4 separate regions of the Mus musculus genome follow, and all the other regions are linked to region 4. Evidence: chromatin contacts called from public Hi-C data. All regions are on one chromosome and are shown on one strand. The core of a region is the stretch at or near the end of the contact, and the rest is flanking DNA. Distances in the headings are between cores, read along the strand shown. Region 1 holds the start of Papln (papilin, proteoglycan-like sulfated glycoprotein). Region 2 overlaps Papln (papilin, proteoglycan-like sulfated glycoprotein). Region 3 holds the start of Entpd5 (ectonucleoside triphosphate diphosphohydrolase 5). Region 4 holds the start of Acot3 (acyl-CoA thioesterase 3).

Region 1 (3,477 bases), core at 433-2,932, 290 kb before region 4:
AGCGAGTTTCAGGACAACAGCGAGTTTCAGGACAACAAGGGCTACACAGAGAAACCCTGTCTCGAAAAACCAATAAATAATAAATCCTTTTGTCTCTGACTTGCTTTTGGTCATGGTGTTTCATCACAGCAATAGTAGCCCCGTCTAAGACAAGTAGTTTTTGTTTTTTGTTTTTTTTTTAAAGAAAGAATCCGGATCTGGACTGGGGTTCAGTCAGTTGGTTAGAATGTGTGTCCAGCATGCATGGAGCCCTGGCTTTGACGTCTAGGACTACATGAGCTGGGCATAGGATCTATAACCGCGGCACTCAGGAAATCATCCTATGCTGCACACGGAGGCCAGCCTAGGCTCCGAGAGATGCTGCCCTGAGGCAGAACAAAAGGGTCCAAGTCCAGGCATCTGAAAAGGAGCCCTCAAACCAAAACCATCAGAAAAGGTTGCTTCGTAGCTGCCCCAGCCTTCTGCAGTAGGAGAAACCTTTTCCTGCCGTTTTTTTTTTTAACAAGGACCTTTGACCTAGTTCAGGAAGGTCGGAGATGGAGGCGGGGGTGGGGGGGGTGGTGGTGGTGCGGTGTGTGTGTGTGTCGATTGTGAGTGAAGAAACATTTTCCTTTTCTAGGGAGGTTCTAAGTCACATCACTCCCTTTGCTGCCAAGTTCATCTTTATCCAAGAATCCCCGTGTTCCTGGGCCCTGAAACCAGGTCTCTGTCCCCTCCTGCACTGGGAAATATAAAGAGCTTCCTGCTTCCCTCAGTGCAAACACCAACCCAACTCTGAAGGAGGCAGAAAAGCCAGAGAAGTGACAGGGTCAGGGTCAGCAAGGAGCCCCGCTTCTTTCTGTGACCTCCACAGGCCCGGGGCCAAGGCCCTTTTCTAGGGATGAATAAACTCTGTTTTCTGAAAAGGAATGTTTGGCAAGGAAATGTCTTGATTTGTGTGTGTGTGGAGGGGGGGGGTACTGTGGTGGTGGTGGTGTAAAAGCAGGAAGGAAATTAAATTTGCCACAAGTGGAAGTGGTAAGAGCCTATAGCTCTGATGCTAGCTGGTGCCCAGGGCTGTGGCTACAGTGGTTACCCAGCCTCAACTCACAGCCGATCTACACAGATTTTTACTGCCATGCTCCATTGGAATTGCAGCCGCTAGGATCAGGATGGAGTGAGTGGAGAGGCTTCAAAAGCGGGAAAGGGATGAGGTAAATTCATAGTGATGGGGAATCTCTCTCTCTCTCTCTCTCTCTCTCTCTCTCTCTCTCTCTCTCTCTCCTGTCTGTCTGTCTGTCTGTCTGTCTGTCTGTCTGTCTGTCTGTGAATGTGAACTGATTGTAGCCAAAGTATAAAATTCAGAAGGTGGTTGGACACCCAGGTGTGTCGGTGCGAGATTGGTGTAGCGAGGAGGGGTTTTGACAAAGACCTGGAGAGCTTGGGGCACCGGAAGTGGGACTGAAAAGGTGGCTGGCTCAGACCCAAGACCCAGAGCCCACAGGTTTTAAGAATAAGCAAAGCCTTGGCAGGAACCCAAAAGGAGGAGGCATGGGGCAATGCTGGGTACCCGGGGCCTCTCGGTGGGGGCACCGTGCTCCTTCAGGGATTGGAGGTGGGTGTCAGCCGACTGGGTGGGGGAAGATGGGGCGGGGAGGAAACCAGCCAGCCGCGGGGAAAGAAAGTCCAACCTCCCCTCCCCTGGCTTTCGTAGTCGGTGCTGGAGAAGTTGACAGTTGACCCAGGCTGGGCACCGATAAGGCGGCTCCAGGGCTTCAAGAGACAGGTAGGAAGGCAAGCGGGCGCCTTGGGCAGGGCACGCCCCGGGCATCTGAAGGCCTCTGCCCCGCCTGGCTCCTGTAGGTAGTGGTTGGCGTGGAAGTGAGAGACCATGGGAGATCTGGCTGTGAGGTGGCTGCGTGAGCACTGAGGAGGGTCTCAGCTCTACATCTGGAGCCCGGGGTGGGGAGTGGCGGGTAATCGGGTCCCCGCAGTCCAGCTGCTCTTCTCCTGGAACAGCATACCCCCCCCCCCGCCCCCGCCTCCTCTGTACTGCCCGGGTGAAGCCTGCAGAGCCAGCGCACTTCCTGGCGATGTTCCAGGCCACAGCCAGCACCTGCCAGGCACCCAGGGCCCCCGTAGGAACCGCGCCTCAGTGCCCCTGGGGTCACAGGGCACCAGCCCAGGTCAGGTTTGGAAGAGTCATCCTGACCCGCACGGGTGGCCTTAGGTTGAAGGAAGGAACATTATCAAGCTTTCCGGACTTTGGAATCGCAGACACACTAGGTCGCAGGTCTGGGCAGCGCCTGCAGTAGTGACTGGAGCTCTTGAGTTCTTCAGTCTCCCTCTGGTCACGTTCATCATTCAGGCTAGTCCGCCCGCCCGCCTCCCAGTCCCGTCATCAGTCAGTCCTTGATCTCTGCTGCCCCCAGCATCCCCACATCTCAAGTGCGCACTAGACCCCCTTCCAACCTTCTCCCCAGCAGTCTGTGATTAGAATGACTTGCTGACTGTGACAAATTAGCCAGGGCTTACATCCATGCGTATGCTGGTGTAAACTTTGCTGAACGTGGCTTTTGAACGCGATATTTCATACCTATAAAACGACTGCAAGTTGTTTTATTGTAAAAAGAATTCAGAACATCAGTTAGAATTACAGATTTTAACATTAACATACCTGTCAGCGCTTGTTTAATGTCCTGTACTGAACTGCACACTGCTTACGTGTCTCTGATACAGAAACATGTGCACACACGCGAGCACACCCCGCACTATGCAGACACCTAATGTGCGCATGCTCATAAGAGTGCTATGCCCGCACATGTGCACACCCTACACACAACTCTGGGTTCAAGCGGGCGTACTCTCCTTGTGAAGACTGAAGGAGGTGATCCTGTGCAGGCAAGGGTTGGCTTTTTGGTTTTAAAACAGGAAGAGAGAGAGAGAGAGAGAGAGAGAGAGAGAGAGAGAGAGAGAGAGAGAGAACATGGATGGGTGCTGAGGGGTCTCGGCATAGTTAAGCATGTACCCCAAGATTTGCACTTAGATTTTAAAAGCAGTTGAATTTGGGCTGAGCCTTTTTGTCCAGACTGGCCTTGAACTCCTGGGCTCTAGTGGTATTGTAGTGAATGGGTATCCAGCATCTCAGTAGCTGGGACTATTTTTGGGTAGTGGGGGGCTGGGAAGATGGCTCTGTCAGTGAACTGTTTGCTGTGCAAGCATTCAGACCTGCAGCAAGCTCTGTAACCCCAGCCCTGGGTGGGAGGAGAGAGGAGGCGGATCCCTCCTACCTAATTGGCCAGCCAGCCTAGTAGAAAAAGCAGAGCTATGGGTTCAAAGACATTGTCTCAAAAAGTAAGGGAGCCGAGCAGCTGTGGAGGACACCAGTGATCAACCCTGGTCTTCACACCCACGCAACACCACACACTCACACTCACACCACACATGCGCGCGCATACACACACACACCACTTAATTTGAGTAATGAAAACCTGTCTG
Region 2 (3,909 bases), core at 710-3,209, 260 kb before region 4:
CCCCACCCAGACCCTGCTCCCCTCAAGCCCCCAGCCACTCCCATTGCCTGCTTAAACATTTGCTAGGAACTCAAGAGTCCTGACTGGCTCCCTCTGCCTTCTTGCTTTGACAGTGACAGCTTGTCCTCAAGTTCCCAAATCCCCACAGTCCTCTTCCACTGGCCAGCCCTGCTGCGGTCTCCTCTCCTCACGTCAGCTGCCTCTTTCTTGTGGGAGGCTCTCTGGACACTGGCAACCTCTCCTGTGCCATGAAGGCACATGTACCCTTCCCCTGACCCTGGGGCCTGGCATTTGTCAGTGACCAGCTGGAGTGGGCTCCTTTGTGGATTCAGGGCAAATTGTAATGAGTGAGCTGAGTTGTGCCACTGGCTTTTAATGTCCTCCTACCAATTGAGTGCACCTGTCCCCTCTTCCCTGAGGTGTCATCTACCCACCCTCATGGGGAGAGAAGGTTAGCTCTGGAATAGCCTTGGCTAATGTCTTTCTCCTCTTCCAGGCCTCTCAGGGCGTATCTCTCCCGATGTTCTCTCCCCTCCAGGAATGGCCTGCCAATACAGGCCGACGGTCACCGTGTGCACCAGTCCCCAGATGGCACACTGTTGATCCACAACTTGCGGCCCAGGGACGAGGGCTCTTACACATGCAGTGCCTTCCGTGGGAGCCAGGCTGTGAGTCGCAGCACCGAGGTGAAGGTGGCCCTCCCAGGTGAGAAAGGCTCGTCATGGGCTTTGCTGTCCTGAAGGCAGCTGAGCACCAAGGGCCACGGGCACGTTCTCATCTGTGCTCACGTTCTGGTTACTGGCACTGTAACAGGGGTGGGTGTTTCTTATGGCCCCAGAGCCCTGCTTTACTGGGGCTAGCCCACCATCTAAGGCCATGGTGAAGATGTAGCAAAGTGGTCAGAGTTCTGTCATTCAGCTTTATCCCTAACATAATGTTCATGGTGGTTGGCTGCTAAAGTCCAAATTCTAATCAGGGTGGCAGAAGGCCCTGTGGGTCTGGGCTGTGGCTCAGTGCAGAGCTCTTGCCTAAGGCCTTAGGCTCTAGCCCAGCACCGTGACAAACACGGAGAACAAATAAATAGAAAAGGCAGAGGACAGATTCTTTGATCATTGTTGGCACAGTCTCCTTTCCAAATCACGTACAGTTTGTAATTTAAAGATAAAGATTAAAAATTTATATAAAAAATGGCTGTAGGATGGAAACGTGTGTTTTTGATCATCTAGGCATGTAATAGGATACAGTCACCCTCATCCTTTTTCCACGAGACAGGCAGCCAGAGAGCTGCAGGGTGTTCCCACTTGTTCACACAGCAGATTTGTGGCCAGCTGGGACTCAAGCCCAGGCTTTTTGACTCCTGATTTTACTTAACTTATGTAGCCCAGGCTGACCTTGAACTTGTTATGTAGCCAACGCTGGTCTCACCTTTAATCTCCCTGCCTCTGCTTCCAAGGTGCTACTGTGCCTGTTCTCTTAAGCTCCATCTCAGAACTCGTGAAGCAGGACTGTTTGATGTTCAAACTTGCAGGGGCTCTGTGTTTAAGTGACAGGGCAGGAGGGGCCCCTCACAGTGCTCTCCACAGGTCTTAGTGTTTCAGGGAGATGGAACATCAAACAGCTCAGAGCCTCCAGTCAAACAGCCAGTTCTCATAACCTGAGGTGCATCCCGAAGATGCCAGAGAAAGGGTTCTTGGCTTGGCGGTAATGGTACCAACTGCCTGGTGTGCTTGAACATTGCCGTGCCACCGGGGCAGGCCTGGCTGTCCTCCTGGATGCCAGACTGCGGGTGAGAACTGGCCAGGGGTTGAAGGTGTCTGCTACAGTGTTGCTTTGTGAGACTGACACTCAGGTTTCCCTCTGTGAGCTCCCTGGGACCCTAGGGCCCAGACAAGTGCTCTGCAATATGGAGACTCACACGGCTGTGACTGTGTGTGCCTGTGTGACCACACTCTGGTCAAAGTCCCATATGGCAGGACTTCTACCTTTGATGTTTCTAGAAAATCCTACTCATCTATACACTGATCAAACTAATAAGACCAGGAAAACCCAGAATGCAGATTTACTGTGGTGAAGAGAAGAGACCTTAGGAGACTGAGGATCTGAGCATGGTGATACATGGTGACACATGCCTATGAATTCTAGAACATTATCCTGACTTAAGACAAAACCTACCACACTACCAAACTCCTCAAGGGGACCTGGATGTTTACATTTGTGATCAGCCGTAGATGTGTCTACAGTGAGGGAAGCTTGTTTGACAATGGTGGCTAGTAGGCTTTTAGGCTTTTGGTGATGTGTGGCTGCCAAGCTGATCTCCCAGACACCACCCACGGCCACAGGCCTCTTTTGCTCTCTGCTGCATGTGGCTAAGAATATGTTCCATATTCTGGAGGCATCTCTCCAGAAGCCCGGCTGTCCCCCCCCAGCCTGTCTGTATTCCTTTCACTGACCAGGCTGCAGATCTGTTCTAACTCGTTGGTTTGGAGTCACATAGTGAGTGTCTCATGACTGGGAGCACTGGAGTTAGTTGGCTTAGGCTTTTCTCACCCTGGCTTGTTCTGCCCAAGGGTTAAGTGAATAGGATATATTGTGGGGACAAAGGCTGTCTGCTAACCATTCTGTCTGCCTCATTTTCTGAGGGGAGGACACGGCTGTGGGGCCAGGGCAGCAGACAGCACTCAGGTTTTTGCTGTGTGCCTGGTGGTAGGGACAGTGCTGCAAGAGCCTGCAGAGAGAAGGGGGGTAATTGTAGGATGAGAGAGTGGAATCAAATTCTTAACAATCACCAGACACTCGTAGGATATTGAGGGTGGCACGCGGGCTTGGGCCTCCGTGTAGTCTTAGAACTTTGAAGATTCATCACGTTCTCGGGTGGAAACCAGGAAAGATGGGGATATAGGAGACAGATGCAAGCTGGGAGGTTGGTGGAACCCAGTAGCAATAGGAAGATGGCAATGGCTTACTGACTTCCGGTTTCCCTAGGACTGACCCTACTGATCTTTCCTGCCAATCTGGGCCCATATAGCTGTCATTGGCTTTGCAGTTCCAGACAGTAGGGCAGGAAGTTAAATGTGGAGCCGTCGATGGTCTAGCCAGAAATAGGAAAGCCTGGAAAAGGCTGTGCACTGGGCATAGGCCGCAGATAAGGGTCACAGGAGGGCCTGTGAGAGGCTGCAGCGAGAGCTGCCTCAGCCCTTTCTCTCCTTGTCCTGCAGCGCCAGCCGCACAGTCCAGGGACCTAGGCAAGGACTGCATCGACCAGCCGGAGCTGGCCAACTGTGCGTTGATCCTGCAGGCCCAGCTCTGTGGCAATGAATATTACTCCAGCTTCTGCTGTGCCAGCTGCTCCCGCTTCCAGCCAAATGCCCAGCCTGTGTGGCAGCAGGGATGAAGGCTGGCTGTGGCGCCAGGTCTGGATAGTTTGCTGGGGAGAAGGGATGGTAAGACATGGCTTGCAGAGGGAGTCGTCTTTCAGATCCTGCCCCTCTCAGAAATCCAGGGTTGAGCCCCAGCAGCTGCCAGTGCCGGCTTCCCTTGTAGTGCTCAGCAGGGTCTGTCTGATATGACCACAGGCTGCTGTGAAGAAGAGGAACCCTTTACACCTCCCCTCTATAGTATCTACTGCACCGAGGACCTTTTATCTGAAATGCTTTGGACCAAAGTGTTTTAAGCTATTAAGTATTTGTAGACTTTACTAATTGAACGTCCCTAACCTAAAGTTCTGAAATGCTCCGAAGCTTCAAAGACCCAATCGCCATGTCAGCTTTCAAAACTGTCCGGGTTTCGAAGCACGTTTGATTTTGGGTGAGAGGTGCTCAATTTGTACAGAGAATCCACTTAGCGCACTGCAGAGCCAGCTGGGTGGGGTGTCTGTGATGGCAGGGGGACGGTAACTGCTCAGTCAGACAA
Region 3 (3,876 bases), core at 1,006-3,505, 360 kb after region 4:
CCCAAATAAGCAAAAACAACAACAACTAAAAAGAGTTAAAACGATATAATTTTATTGTAATATCAAAAACATTATTTGTTTGATAAAATACAATTAACTATAAGTACTTTAAAGCACTGTGCATAGCTAATGTGGCAGTGCGCACCTTTGATCCCAGCACTCCGGAGGCAGAGGCAGGCAGATGAGTTCAAGGCTAGCCTGGTCTACACCTTGAGTTCCTAGAAGGCCGAAGCTGTATACTAGACACTGCCTCAAAACAACAATAACAACAACAAACCTGCCACCTGGCTGTGGTGGCACATGCCTTTAATCCCAGCATTTGGGAGGCAGAGGCAGGCTGATCTCTGTGATTTCCAGAACAGCCTGGTCTACAGAGAGAGCCAAGGCTACATGGAGGAATTCTGTTTTGGGAAAGAAAAATAAAATAAGAAAAGCACTATGCATATGTTAAGAAGCAACGTTCCCAGGCTCCACATCTTTAATTGCAGCACTCGGAGGCAAAGGAAAGCAGATCTTTGAGAGTTCTAGTCCAGGAAAACACACATAGTGAGGCTGGATCTCAAAAGAGGGGGTGATGGTCTGGAGAGATGGCTCTGGGTTAAGATCACTGGATGCTAGTCCAGAGGTCCCAGGTTTGATTCTCAGCATCCACATGTCAGCTCACAACCATCTCTAATTCAAGTTCCAACGACCTCTTCTGGCCTCCAGAGGCACTGCATACACCTAGCACATAGATTTGCAGGCAGAACGTCCATATATATAAAATAAAAATAACGGTGAAAAAAATAAACAAAGACACTTTTATTTTAAGTCAAAATTTTATGTCTGAGATAATCTGTAGAAGTATATTCAAATGGTAAATGTGGGACTGGCTTTTATTTACAACCAATTTTTGTAAAACAAACAAACAAACAAATAAATAAAAAGTCTAAATATACATACCTATGACAGAAAATGCCCCTACTCCCTTTCTGCTAGTTAGCAATAGGTGCTTTATAGATTGCTTCTCAGAGGTAATGTACATTATCTAAGGGAAGGTACATGATGTAGAGGTGATTCTACTCATAAGTTCATGGCATGTCACCAGAAATATAGTCAAAATAGGCCATAGCCGTGCTAGCAGAAGGTTCAAACGGTTTCCAAGGTCTCTCATCAAATCTACTTGCTTACTCTAACCGCAAAATTTACAAACCACACAAACCACGCCCTCTGGGGGGGGGATGAGGTGGGAAAAGAGAGATTTAGAGGTCAAAGATGTCACCTTACAGTTAGGGGCTTAGTAACTAAGGTCTCCCTAGAGAGAGGGGAGGAGGAGTTCTAACAATGATGTTTCAAAATAAATGTTAAATGAAATTTGAAGCGGAGTGATAAAGCAGAACCGCGCTTCACTCCCAAGCCTATTGACAAGGCAGCCACAATACCTGTCTTCCGTAATGACTCACTCACGCTCAGTGAATGAAGACATAATCACAGGGTTCCTCTTCTGAACCAACTAGAATACTGGATGGAGTACTACTCCTCGGGAACCCGGGTGCGAGGCAAGTGCTTGCAACTTTATGCAACTTGCAGCAATGGGACTTCAGGCACTAGAGGATGTGGGCGATGTTAACTAACAGGAACCTGGCGGTCGGCTGGAGCCAAGCACCTGCCACCTAGATCCGGGGACCAACGATCCCCCCCCCCCCCCCCCGCCACACCGCTCCAGGCAGGGGAGCCAGAGTCTGAGCACCGGAGCCCGCGGACCCTCGGAGGCTGACAGCCTCACTCAAGCCACCGCCCTCGGAAAAGTCAACTGCCTCCCTGAAAGCGTTTGGCCTGGGATGTCCCCGGGTGCACTGTCCTCCAGGGAGCCCGCGAGACAGAAGCGAGGATGGAGGGGAGGTAAGCATGAGGCGGGCAGCGAGGGCGCCGCCACCGAGACAGAAGCAGGGATGCGGGCAGGACCGCCACGGTGGCCGCGCCAGAGGCTTGGAAGATCCGCCCGCCCGACTGGAAGCGCTTCAAGCCTCACTGGCGCCGCTCCGATGCGCGCGGGGCGGTCGGAGAGCCGCCGGCCATGGAGCCTCAGGGGGCGCGAGACAAGTCGTGGGAGGCTAAGACGCCGCAGCCCCGCGCCCGACACCCGCCCCTGCCGAGCTCCCGGCCTCCCGCCCGGCTCCAACCCCGGGAGCGCCGCCGAGGCTCGTGCACACTCACCGCGCGCGCCGCCCTGGCGCGGACGCCCGCCGCCTCGGAGCGATCTCCGCCCCGCCCCTCGCCGCGGTCACGTCACGCGCGTGCGCCCTCCGCGTGCCCTCAACGGCGCGGAGGACGTTAGCCCTTCGGCGTGGTGGTTTCCTTAGAGACGGAGTCGGCCCAGGTGGCGGCCACCAGGACACCAGCACGGTGAGACTCCCGCAGAAGTCAAGATGCCGGCGAAGGACAAGAGGAAAGACAAGAGGAAAGACAAGAGGAAAGGCAAAAACAAAGGCAAAGAACCAAAGTAAGAGCAGCGCAGAGGCTCCCCGTTCCCCCTGCCTACCCTTGTCATTTTGCGGCGCTAACTGGATGCCTCTGTCAGGCTTTTGTGGACAGCTCCTGTTCATTCTTGATTGGCCCTAAGATCTGAGAGCTCTCCATTGTGAGACTGATATAAACACATTCTTTTCTATTCTAGCTCTTGTCTGAGTGGTTAAAGTTGTTCCTTGGGTCATTCAGGAATCCTCTTGGGATCAAAGGGAGCACGCGAAATGATTTAACTGGACGGATCAGTACACACACAAACACCACACACAGAGACACAGAGTGAACAGCTATAGCGCTAACCCCATGGATGGTCCCTAGGAATTGTTGCTAGAATGTCAATAGAATGACTGGGCTACAGGATGGTTCCTCAGGACTTTGGAGTCACACAAGGAGTTCAACGCCGTAGATGAGAAATGCAAAGGGATCGCTTAAGCTTGTGACTGTAATGTGAATTCTCTGGAGACAAGTTAAGTAACACACACCTCTGGTCGCATTGCTCTGGAGGCTGAGGCAGGGAGATCACAGCCACTGCTACATATGGAGACCTCGTCTTTAAAAACAAGTCTGAGTGTAGTTCAGTGATAGAGTGCTTCTTGTGCAGGGTCCTAGGTACCATCTCCAGCAAAGTAACTTAAGAGAGTAACTTTCTTTTTAAAAAAGATTTGTTTATTTTTATTTATATGCATACACTGTATGCTGTCTTTAGGCACACTCCAGAAGATCCCATTACAGATGGTTGTGAGCCACCATGTGGTTGCTGGGAGTTGAACTCAGAACCTCTGGAAGAACAGTCAGTGCTCTTAATCTCTGAGCTATCTCTCCAGCTCTGTACCACAGTGTTTTGTTAATGCTGGTGCAATCTTTATTTCAAAGGACTTTACCTTTTGAATCCATCCTAGGGCCTTGATGTATACTTACCATGCATTCTACTTCTACTTCTACCTGATACATGCATACCATGCACTCTAACTTTACCTGATGTATGCATACCATTCAGTCTTCTTCTTCCTAATGTATGCTTATTATACATTCTACTTCTACCTGATGTATGCTTACTGTACATTCTGCTTCTACATGTCTACATTCCCAAGGTCTTACTTTTTTTTTCCCCCATCTCTGCATCAATGACTATGGTGTGTGTTTTTCAGGCATCCTTAAAGCCTGGGATAATGTGTTACCAACAATTGAAGTACTTAACATGAAGTACTTACCAACAAATGAAGTACTTAACATACCTGCCCCAAGTAACCTGATCCTTTGTCTAAGAACTAAGCAAAACAAAACAATAGCAACAAAGGCTGTGGAGAGGACAGATATACAACAATTGTGTCTTCGTGTAGAACATGAGACCCAGGCTCACAACTGAGTGAA
Region 4 (3,669 bases), core at 53-2,552:
GACCAATGTGTCACTAGGATGACAAGACTTTGCACACAGGGGCATCGGTCGTTTTGAAAAACCCTGCCTTCCATTTCAGTTAATTATCCTTAGAACAAGGCAACCTTCCAGTTATGTTTGACTCTCAAAAGTCCTCCAAAGGCTACATGCTAAACACTTGGTTTCCAGTCTGCGGCGCTACTGGGAGGTCATACGGACCTTAGGAGGTAGGGCCTGATGGAAGAGGTTCAGACCACAGGGAGCATGCCCTTGAAGGAGATTTCACCCCTCCCCCTCTGCTTCCAGCTGCCAGGAAGGGGGCAGCTCTGCTCTGCCACAGGTGTCCTGTAATGGTGTTCTGTCTGACCACAGACCCAGGGCAATAAAGCCGAGCTGCTGTAGACTGGGGCCTCTGAAGCCAGGAGCTAAGAGAAGCCTTTCTCCCTTGTAGTAATAAGCTGGGTAGCTCAGGTGGTTTGTCACAGGCAGGCAAACCTGATTCTTACATCTCCCTTAAAGAGTTGTGTGAGGGCTTTTAAAGAGCCATTTTCAGTACACAGAGCACAAGCCAGGCTACCACAAGCTATCTACCTTCGAGCCTCCTCCTCTACAAAACACCAAAAGATAGGATAAAATTCAGCTCCAAGAGTGACTAAACCACCATAAGAGGGATCTGAACCTCTATTTTTTGAAAAAATTTTTACAGCTACACAAATTTCCAAAACCAGCAGAGGTGCTTACACATTCACCAGGGACCAAATACAAAAAGTTCGGAAAGTGACATGAGGCTATTGACCATGGGATATATTTGATATATTTGATATATTGACCATGGGCTATATTTGAAATTACCTGACTGCAACCTTTGGGAGAATGTTTCTTCAAGAGTTACAAAGAATGGAAACGCAGGAGCGTCCCTGTGAGTGCAACCAGCGCTGTGGCAATGGGGAGTGGGGGGGGGGGCTGTCTCCCTGACTTATCAGAAACTTGAAGAATGAAATTCACTGACAACGCTTGAGGAATAATTTTATTACTACAGGTAGAAAGCTGACAGAATAAAGATGAAATACAGCAGAAAGCAGAATTCCGGAGAGGTTCCCCAAGAGAAGAAAATCAAATTCTTTGAGCTTATCTAGGGACTTCTTATAGGACTCAACACAGACAGTGGACCAACACTGAGGTAGATTATCTGAGTATGGGAAAGTTGAACATTGGAAGGCACATAGTCTATGCACAGTCACCTGGTCCAATCAGGGAGCTCAAAAGCTGTTTATGCTTGCCTGGTTAGGGCTGGTTGAAGCCCTTCTCTGTCCATCTCTGACTTCTGCCGTTATTAGCTCTTGACCTTGTCTGTCTGCTGGTAAGTGTTGCACTACTCCAACCTTGCACGGTCTGGCTAGTCTTGGAGCTTTCTGGGGTCGGCTAGTCATGTTATTTATCCTCTCTTTGGTTCTGCCTTATGTCATTAGCTCTAGCGTGACCACGGGCCTTTTTCCTTTTCTGTCTATGGAGAGTTAACAGTTATCACAGCTACCAAGACATAGCTGTGGTTTTTCTTGGTTACCTCATATTTAGCTTATAGTAGGTGCAGTCTGGAATAGGATTAGGTCATGTTTTTTTTGGTTTTGGGTTTTTGTTTTTTGGGGTTTTTTGGTTTGTTTCTTTCTTTCTTTTTTTTTTTTTTTTAGAAGCCACCCTTAAAACTTAGTCAGCTACAATTAGCTCCATTAGAAGCAAGACTCTGTTAATGAGCCACAAGGCCTTGTTTGTCTTTCTTGGGGAAGGAGCTTCGGAGAAGCCTGTCTACCTGCCAACCCTGACCCAACTTAGCTGTCTCTCGCCCAGCTGCAAGCCCTTTTCTCCCTCTATTCCCAACTCTAACATGCCTGCTCTCTCTTTCTACAGAGCAGTTGCCCTTGCTTTTGTAACACGTCTATTTACGAAACCTTTCCAAAAAACCCAGTTTGCTTGAACTTTCTCTCTCAGCTGAGCTGGAAAACACCAACTCCCTGCCCATTGACTCATTCTAGGAAACCTTTTCAGTTAAGGACAAATGGTTACACATCTTGACAAGGAACCGGACGAGCGCAGAGCTGGTGGTGCAGGCAGGCCCTGATTCCCAACATTTGGAAGGTGGGGGCAGGAAATTCAGGCCATCCTTAGCTACATAGAAAATTCAAGGTCAACTTGAGAGTGAGGAAACCTTATCTCAAAACAACCACCACCACCGGCACCGCTACCTGGAATGTAATTAAGGAGCAGAATCAGTCTGGTTTCAGCAGAAGTGGCTCCAGGTTCCACAAAGACTAGAAAGAGGCTTGGAAGGGGCGTAAGGAGAGTAAGGGAATAAGGGCTTGTTTGGCATGGATCAGTAGAATGACAGTTCCCTGATATGCTTTGGCACAATCCAGACTTTTGTAGCGGTATCTTTCCCAATCTTTCTTTTTAAACACGATTTCAACACGTACCAAGTTGTAAGACAAGATTAATCATTATGCATCTCCCGTACTTAACAAACGCTAACGGGCTTATCACAGAGGCTCTCTCTAAGAGAACCAGGAACACTTTAAGCTGTAACAGCAAGTCCAGGGAGGCCTAAAAGCCACAAAGCCAGAGCCACAATCAGAACCAATGCACGCATTTACCACCCAGAACCCGAACCGGATGGCACCTACTGTGATCCTGGAGCCCGCGGGTGGTTGCCTTTGTGACCAGCCGGTGCACATCGCTGTGCGCGGCCTGGCCCCGGAGCAGCCCGTCACGCTGCGCTCTGTCCTGCGCGACGAGAAGGGCGCGCTCTTCCGAGCCCACGCGCGCTACCGCGCGGACTCCCACGGCGAGCTGGACCTGGCGCGCACGCCCGCGCTGGGCGGCAGCTTCTCGGGGCTCGAGCCCATGGGGCTGCTCTGGGCCATGGAGCCCGATCGGCCTTTCTGGCGCCTGATCAAGCGCGACGTGCAGACGCCCTTTGTGGTGGAGCTGGAGGTGCTGGACGGACACGAGCCCGACGGCGGGCAGCGGCTGGCGCGGGCGGTGCACGAGCGTCACTTCATGGCCCCCGGGGTTCGGCGCGTGCCGGTGCGCGAGGGCCGGGTGCGCGCCACGCTCTTCCTGCCCCCAGGTGAGCAGCCTTCCCTCCTGTGCTTGCAGCCCGGGATGCTTCAGGGGTGCAGCGCAAGGGCCCCTTCTTCCCTGTCTCCCACACTTTTCAGGGGGCTCCCTGGAAAAGCCTTAAGGACTTGGGTTCATGGCTAGGTGAGTCGTGTCCTGAAGTGAATGAAGGTCACCGCAGGAGTTTAGGACCTTAGAGCATCCGAGTTCCCCCAAAGCCCTGTAAGCTAGAAATCTGCACTCTGATAGTAAGACCTATGGGTGGTTGTGCAGGGGTTCGCGTTTGACATCTGTTGCTCAAGAACAGCCCTTCAGGCAAAGTCAGCGCAAGCACTGGGTGACTTTATGATTTGCAGGGCTTTGGCGCCACCGCTCAGAATCTGGAATCTGAAAGTGCGCGTGTGGCCTGTCAGAGAGTTTTGTTTCTTAGGTGATTTTGATGTAACTCTTTCCCAGGGTAAAAGAGCCACAGCTTTGAGAAAGACTTAAGTACAGAGAATCTCAGAGTGCTGTTCCAGGGGATTTGGTCAACTGTTTCATATCCCTTTAAAATGCCAACAGAAATGGCAGTTTAGTGAG

Evidence for each region. A called contact is a pair of places that touch in the nucleus more often than the background predicts.
Region 1: a contact with region 4 is called in a Hi-C map of bone marrow-derived macrophages, with 27 read pairs. The contact joins the promoter of Papln here to the promoter of Acot3 in region 4. A contact is called at or near these places in 9 of 39 promoter capture datasets (the C10 cell line, cranial neural crest, embryonic stem cells and 4 more), 2 of 15 datasets of contacts at CTCF or cohesin (embryonic stem cells and large pre-B cells), 16 of 484 Hi-C or Micro-C datasets (the G1E-ER4 cell line, the HL-1 cell line, LSK cells and 3 more), 12 of 115 datasets of contacts at active chromatin or transcription factors (T-cell acute lymphoblastic leukemia, bone marrow-derived macrophages, embryonic limb bud and 5 more) and 5 of 9 other capture datasets (adipose tissue, embryonic stem cells, liver and 2 more).
Region 2: a Hi-C map of liver shows a contact between it and region 4, with 2.0 times the contacts expected there. The contact joins the enhancer-like site here to the promoter of Acot3 in region 4. A contact is called at or near these places in 3 of 39 promoter capture datasets (embryonic stem cells and neural stem cells), 3 of 15 datasets of contacts at CTCF or cohesin (embryonic stem cells, large pre-B cells and pro-B cells), 19 of 484 Hi-C or Micro-C datasets (the Ba/F3 cell line, the G1E-ER4 cell line, the HL-1 cell line and 6 more), 4 of 115 datasets of contacts at active chromatin or transcription factors (astrocytes, embryonic stem cells and stem cell-derived neural progenitor cells) and 5 of 9 other capture datasets (adipose tissue, embryonic stem cells, liver and 2 more).
Region 3: a contact with region 4 is called in a Hi-C map of liver, with 1.9 times the contacts expected there. The contact joins the promoter of Entpd5 here to the promoter of Acot3 in region 4. A contact is called at or near these places in 1 of 39 promoter capture datasets (hippocampal neurons) and 1 of 484 Hi-C or Micro-C datasets (liver).

What each region holds. Positions count from the first base shown.
Region 1 is chr12:83,761,952-83,765,428 of GRCm38.p6, forward strand. Papln (papilin, proteoglycan-like sulfated glycoprotein) reads left to right here and starts at 1,683. Exons shown (of 27, transcript NM_130887.3): 1 at 1,683-1,765.
Region 2 is chr12:83,788,617-83,792,525 of GRCm38.p6, forward strand. It overlaps Papln (papilin, proteoglycan-like sulfated glycoprotein), which reads left to right. Exons shown (of 27, transcript NM_130887.3): 26 at 539-705; 27 at 3,216-3,768. The coding sequence ends at 3,391. Among named protein-coding and RNA genes, the nearest start is that of Papln, 27 kb to the left of the region's middle. Within about 2 kb of position 1,960, at least 23 of the 459 cell types and tissues checked have an H3K27ac peak or open chromatin away from gene starts, as enhancers often do. A contact at or near this core is called in cerebral cortex and liver, where this site is marked.
Region 3 is chr12:84,406,774-84,410,649 of GRCm38.p6, forward strand. Entpd5 (ectonucleoside triphosphate diphosphohydrolase 5) reads right to left here and starts at 2,256. Exons shown (of 16, transcript NM_001026214.2): 1 at 2,197-2,256. It overlaps Bbof1 (basal body orientation factor 1), which reads left to right and starts at 2,295. Exons shown (of 12, transcript NM_028377.3): 1 at 2,295-2,482. The coding sequence starts at 2,409.
Region 4 is chr12:84,050,842-84,054,510 of GRCm38.p6, forward strand. It overlaps Acot3 (acyl-CoA thioesterase 3), which reads left to right and starts at 1,303. Exons shown (of 4, transcript NM_001346701.1): 1 at 1,303-1,339; 2 at 2,632-3,100. The coding sequence starts at 2,644. It overlaps Gm40474 (a long non-coding RNA gene), which reads right to left and starts at 2,936. Exons shown (of 3, transcript XR_872870.2): 1 at 2,655-2,936.